2 separate regions of the Sus scrofa genome follow, and region 2 is linked to region 1. A link is a contact called in public HiChIP or PLAC-seq data. All regions are on one chromosome and are shown on one strand. Each heading gives the region's core, a stretch centred on a gene start, on an enhancer-like site or on the middle of the called end of the contact. The rest is flanking DNA. Distances are from core to core; before and after follow the strand shown. Region 1 holds the start of NOP56 (NOP56 ribonucleoprotein). Region 2 holds the start of SNRPB (a long non-coding RNA gene).

Region 1 (3,146 bases), core at 373-2,872:
TCAGTGGGTTAACGATCCGGGGTTGCCGTGGGCTGTGGTATAGGTCGCAGACGCGGCTCGGATCCCACGTTGCTGTGGCTCTGGTGTAGGCCGGCGGCTGCAGCTCTGATTCAATCCCTAGCCTGGGAACCTCCATATGCCGTGGGAGCGGCCCAAGAAATGGCAAAAAAAAAAAAAAAAAAAAAGCTAAGAATGTCTAAATTCTGCAATTTCTTAATAGATTCCAACTTTGAAATCCCTACTTTAGAAAATAAGTACCAGTAATCCTAGAAATATTTAGGATTAAATATAGGAGTAACGAAGTAAATCAGTCATATCATTGATATTTTCCATCACACTTCAGAAACTTCTATTTAATTTGCTATTTATAACGCTTAAAAGAACTTACCATACCGATATAATACATTAATTTTGCAATTTCACTTTAAAACATGATCTTGCGTAACTGCTTCAGATTCCTAACTTTAAGCAGATACGTGTAACAAGATTTAAGCATATTTGTAAGCAATATATCGAGACCATAAGATTTTAAGACTTACCAACCACACGTAAAATTTTAATATTTTAGGTTTTAAGAATGAGCTCAGTACTTGGATTTTGTCAAATAACTGAACTGCTTAAGAAAATAAATTTATAAATACGCTCTAGTTATGGGAATTTGTTTTTAAAAAGCCCCTTAAAATGATTTTTTTTTAATTTACCAGCATATATACTATTTCGAAATAACCAGGCTTCGGATTTATAACTCTAACATTAATTATTAAAGCAAAAGTAATTTCAAAAGAGTCTGCCTAGTGCCCCAAGGACACGGAAGCAGCTGCAGTTCACTGGGGGCCGGGTCTTAATAAGAATTTAGGGTCGTTCACCACGGCGAGCAACACGTGGCCCCGCAAAAAGAGTAGGGTTCATCCGAAGCAGAGAGCGAGAAACCGAACTAGGAAGAGCAGGGGGTAGGGTCATCTTTCTTTCCTACTTCATAGCCTGCCGCCCTCATTTTAAAAGATAAATAAAATATAACTTAAAAGCACGAAGCCAGCCAGGAAGAATCACGTTGAGTCAGGGTCCGGGCCAGCGCGCCCCAGGCCCCGCTTCCATCTCGGTAAAGAGCGAAGAGCTCACTGACCCGAGGCTCCGGAGAGAGTCGTTGCCTAGCGGCGGACGGGGACAAAGGGGTCCTGGGGGTGTGGGTCTTGGGACTAGGCCTCGGTGCCTAAGTTCCCAGCCCTATGGAGAGCGGGCTCCGCAACAGTTTCGGCTGGGAAGGGTCGCCGCGGCCCGCACAAGGCCTCCTGCCCGGATTCCGCCGAGCTCTGCTGCCGGTAACTTCTGTGATGAACACATGCGGGATGGCACAGTTAGCCAGAAATGCGTCTTTCCAAACCGTTTGGTAGCCTGCAAGGCCTAGAGCGACCCGCGCGTGCCCGACAACCGCGCCGCAGCAGAGGCCGGAAAAAGCCGGCTCGCCCGCGCTCGCGAGCCCCGCCCCCGCTTTGCGGGCCATACCATCCCGCTGGACCCCTCTGGAGGCCTGCAATGGTATCGTCCCAGACCTCTGATTGGCTGATGGCTCGGGGGCGTGGCCTCCGGAGCCCGGTTCCGCGCGCCAGAGCCCGCTCGCCGCATTGCGAGCTGGGCCAGGAGCGAGCGCCATGGTGAGGAGTGGTTGTGGCGTGCGGGCAGGCCGGAGGCCGTGGTTTGGGGCTGGGTTCGGGCCGGAGCCGGCACCGGGGTCGGCGCCTGCCTCGGAAGAAGAACCGGGTGAACGCGGGGCTGGTGCTGATAGCTTGTGTCCCGGCTTGCTTTCCAGGTGCTGCTGCACGTGCTGTTCGAGCACGCGGTCGGCTACGCACTGCTGGCGCTGAAGGAGGTGGAAGAGATCAGCCTGCTGCTGCCGCAGGTGGGTGAACGCAGTGGGCTCGCCGGCTGCGCCGCATCCCCCTGGGCCGCGCGCGGCCCAGCATGCACCGCGCGCTCCCACGTGGCCGGCCGCGAGTTGTGGAGGGTGCTCTGGGCCAGACAGCTCCAGACCAGGGGTCCTTACTTGCTTTCACGATTAGAATCGCGTTAGAAACATTTGAAAGTAGCTTCCTGGACTCCATCCCATACCAATAAAGTGGAATCGGCATTTAGGGCCCATGATCGGTTTATTAGATCCTTAATGTGCGTTCGGGTCTGAAAGCTGCTGCTTTACTGCGCCCTAGAGGCAAGAGGGAGGGAAAGAAACCATTCATGCTTTCTCCCCCCAGGTGGAGGAGTGCGTGCTGAACTTGGGCAAGTTCCACAACATAGTTCGTCTCGTGGCCTTTTCTCCCTTTTCCTCGTCTCAGGTTGCCTTGGAAAATGCCAACGCTGTGTCTGAAGGTGAGTTGGCCACTAAGTATTTTGGGAGAGAGAAGCCGAGATATGGTTTCTGCTACCGTTATCCTCTTAAAGCACACCGTGCAACAGCAGAACAGCCAAAAAAGGTGGTTAGCGCAGTCGAGGACATAGGCTTTATCGCATGTGGCACTGTGGTGATAAACTCTTAAATCTGGTGGAGATGAGGGACTGGTGCTTAATTGGAAAGGGCAGTTTTGACCAAGGGAGGTTTGGTCTCAGAAGGCAGTTCAGTTTCTGAATGCTTACATTGTGCTCCATATTTCTCATTTACGTTATTTCGCCTGAGTCCTCCCATGTTTGATGCAGGCTTTGCAGTGATGACTTGAATCTGTCAATCCCCTGAGTATGATCATTGATGTCTCCATGTGTCTGAGCAAAGCCTGGAGCAGCGGGGGTCCTGGCACACCATCCTAGCATGTTCTGCAAGACCATTGTAAGATCACTGTGTCACTCAATAGGCAGTTGAGGGGATAGGATCCCTTTATGCGTCCTTCAGCATGTTAGTGGGAGCTCTGTTCTTTGCCCTGAGGTGTTGTCCATGAGGATCTCCGCCTGTTCCTGGAGACTCACCTGCCATCTAAAAAGAAGAAAGTACTCTTGGGGGTTGGGGACCCCAAGATAGGTGCTGCTATACAAGAGGAGTTGGGGTACAACTGCCAGACTGGAGGTGTGATAGCTGAGGTCCTTCGAGGTGAGACCATCTATTAATGAAATCTTAAAGGGGGTGTGGGAACTTTTTTATTAAGGTGCTTTAAGGGTGCTTCTGA
Region 2 (3,146 bases), core at 352-2,851, 110 kb before region 1:
AGTGGGTGGGGATTGGTGGGGGGGGTGTCAAAATGCAATGCTAATAGTATTATAATGAGATTATAATGAGGCCAAGGTTACTAGAGGTTGACTTGAGACCCCATCTGTGCATGTGTCTGGCTGGGAACTCTCCTGGACCTCAAGAATTTGAAGACTGAGGGGGGCTGCCTCGTCTTTCAGCCAATTAAGGCTCATTGACCAGATAGTTTATCTCAAAGGGTCAGCAGGAAACTGGCTGCAGCAGGTTAACCCCAAACCTAGCTCCTACCCCAAAGCACAGCTTCCATGGTCAGCGTGTCTTGCTCAGGCGTTACAAAAAGTTTCTGTTTTAGATGTCATTTGTCCATGCGTCACGGCCTCGTTAAGTGCAAACCAAGGAGGTGGCTTTGCCTTCTGCCTGTCTGTCGACTCAAAAGAATATGCACAACCTAAAAGCTGAGAGTTGTTTTATTTGGGGGTGGGGGGGGATGAGAACTATAACCCAGGAGGCAGCATTTCAAAATTCCACTCCTAAGAGGCTGGGGGGAATGTCGGTGTATATGTGACTTTTGGTGAAGAGGGGAGGTCATGCAACCAAGCACACATTTTACAAAACTTTGGAACTAGTCTCGGGGTTATTGCTAGTCACGAGGAGCGGGTGTTACCATGAAGGATTTTAGTGCTTTTCTAGATTTGAAGAGATACAAGAATTGGGCTCATAAAATCTTCTCCTGAAAACATCTATCTGAAAGCCTGTTCTGCCAGGTTTTCCCAGAGAGCAGAGTGCCTCACTCCTAATCTCCACCCTGAGCTCCTTTCAGGGGTGTCAAGGGTCAGCAGCTGCAGTGGTTCAGAACTCAATCCACACAGAGGCAAATTCAAGTGCAATCTCCAATTCATATGCCTAATGCCTATACACAGGAGGCTGGGGGGAGGGACGGGCAGGGCGCCTGTCTTTCCAGCCTCACTCCCAAGCCAAAAAACATCCAGAGATTTATGGCCCTAACCGCCCCAACTCTCCACCCCACGGATGTCTATCCGGCCCTGGCTGAACTCATCCCTATAGCCCAAATAAACGTCAGGGATGTGCGCTGGAGCTGCCCCCTAATCTGAAATTGCTTGGCGCAGATTATACCCACCTCCCTTTTCAAAAAAGAAAACTGAGTTCCAGGTCTCTCACCCCAGCAGAAGGAAGGTCTGCAAAGCGAACGGCAATTCAGGAATTCCCGGCTAAAGGAGTCTCAACCAAATTTTCCAACCGAAAGGCGCGCCTGGAGCCCCGCCCTCTTCAAGTACAGAACCTCAGGAGCCCACCGGCCGGAGCGGCCACACTTCTCCCCGGGTCTCAACCCTAGGCCCTCCTCCCGCATGGGAGAGACACCAAGGGGCCAACTGCTGGGCAGGCCTCGCTCACCTGGGCCAGAGTGACATCTCCATCCTGCCGCCGCAGCTCATCTATGCCAGGACTGCAGTTCCCAGAATCCTCACGGACTCCCTTCCCACTAGCCTTCCTGGAGCCCCTTCTGACCCGCGCGGTTAATTTACTAGGACAGTGGCTACTGTAGTGACAGCGTCCCGGCCTCTACTCATAAAATACCGGTGCATAAACAGGCAGGGGTTCCCGAGTCAAATCTCAGTTCCCTCTGCCTGTTCGCCTGAAAGACTACACTCCCCAGAAGCCTCTGCGGCAGCCTCCTCTACGGCTTCCGGCCCCGCCCTCGGCGCCCTGGGGGTTCTACCCAGCGAAAGCTTCTGGGGTTGGCTTATACGGCGGGTCAGGCCTTCAAATTGCAGGCTTTTCAGCTTTGGGCAGGTTTTTAGCTCTCGTGACCAAGCTAAATTCCTTGGACTTAGGCTCTGCAATATATACACCGTCTTCCTCGAGCACCATCTTTGGCGCCATGCTGCCCGCGCATTCCTGTATTTGAAAGGCCAGTCGAGTTAAAATCCCTCTCGTCCTGACTCGGAAGAGGCGACACCCCAAATCATTCACGAGAAGCGGTCTTGATGCAAACAGCAAGAGGATTTTTATTCCGAGCGCGCTGGGGCCCACAGTCGTACGCCACGCAGGGGTAGAGGACTGCGGCCCCGAGTGTGGAGTCGGGACAGCTTTTATGGGGTTTACAACAAAGCCCGCGCTTTTACAAACTAATCATTTTTAAAATATCGCAAACCAGTCAATTCAAAACTTCGAGAGCCCGCGCTTTGTGGACCAATTAATTTTAAGTTGTTCTGGAGTTACATGTTTGTGCCTGTCTCTGGGTGGGGGAGACATATTGTCACCAAGATATATTTATCAGGATTTTCAACATTTTGTGGCACGCCCGATCTTACTGGGGTCCGTTAGGCAATTGACTTCTCCTCTTTTTATCTTATGCAAGCAGGTTTACAGAAGCCAAACAAGCAGTTAGGAGCAGTTTCAAGAAGTTTCAAGCATAGAGGCACATACTCAGGGGCCTGTTTTTCCCCTTCCACAAAGTTTTGTACAGAGCAGAAAGCAAGCCCTAAAACAGCAAAAAGTATGATCTTTTACCTATAGGGAACAGGGTCTGGAATTCGAGGGCATTTAGAGCTTCTTATTAACTTCCTGGGTTCTGGGAGAGTCAGGTTGCATTTTCATCCTTTCATTCCCCACTTCTTCTCTTGTTAATAGTTCTAATCTTAGAACTAGGAAGGCTAAAGGTCAGTTTCTCTTTAGCTTGGAAGGCCTTGGTACTGCTGTCTAAGTACCATGATCCGAACTGCACTCACTTGTTCTCTAACAAAGGCAACAAACCGATTAATTAAGCAAGGCCCAACTGTAAGCAACAGGAGCAGTATTACTAGGGGTCCTGTTAGAGCAGAAAGCAGGGTGGTCACCCATGGGGACTTGTTGAACCATCTCTCAAACCATCCTTGGTCAGCCTCTTTTTCTTTGTGACGTTTTTCTAACCTTTCTCTGAGCTTGTTCATGGAGTCCCTGATAGCTCCTGAATGATCCACATAAAAGCAGCATTTCTCTTTTAAGGCTACACATAACCCTCCTTCTTTTAGAAATAACAGATCTAACCCCCTTCTGTTCTGTAGAACCACTTCAGATAAGGAGGTTAGGGATTTCTTCAGGTTACTGACAGATTTTTCTAGGGCTTGGAGATCTTCCGTTACAATTCGATGTAGGTTATTAAGTT

What was found. HiChIP or PLAC-seq counts read pairs in DNA pulled down with a chosen protein or histone mark.
Region 2: an H3K27ac HiChIP or PLAC-seq map of alveolar macrophages shows a contact between it and region 1. The contact joins the promoter of SNRPB here to the promoter of NOP56 in region 1. A contact is called at or near these places in 2 of 5 promoter capture datasets (fetal liver and liver), 2 of 47 Hi-C or Micro-C datasets (epiblast stem cells and heart right ventricle) and 2 of 2 datasets of contacts at active chromatin or transcription factors (alveolar macrophages and skeletal muscle).

The regions. Positions count from the first base shown.
Region 1 is chr17:32,963,807-32,966,952 of Sscrofa11.1, reverse strand. It overlaps NOP56 (NOP56 ribonucleoprotein), which reads left to right and starts at 1,622. Exons shown (of 12, transcript NM_001244305.1): 1 at 1,622-1,652; 2 at 1,808-1,897; 3 at 2,247-2,361; 4 at 2,909-3,070. The coding sequence starts at 1,650.
Region 2 is chr17:33,070,559-33,073,704 of Sscrofa11.1, reverse strand. It overlaps SNRPB (a long non-coding RNA gene), which reads right to left and starts at 1,601. Exons shown (of 11, transcript XR_002339920.1): 1 at 1,394-1,601.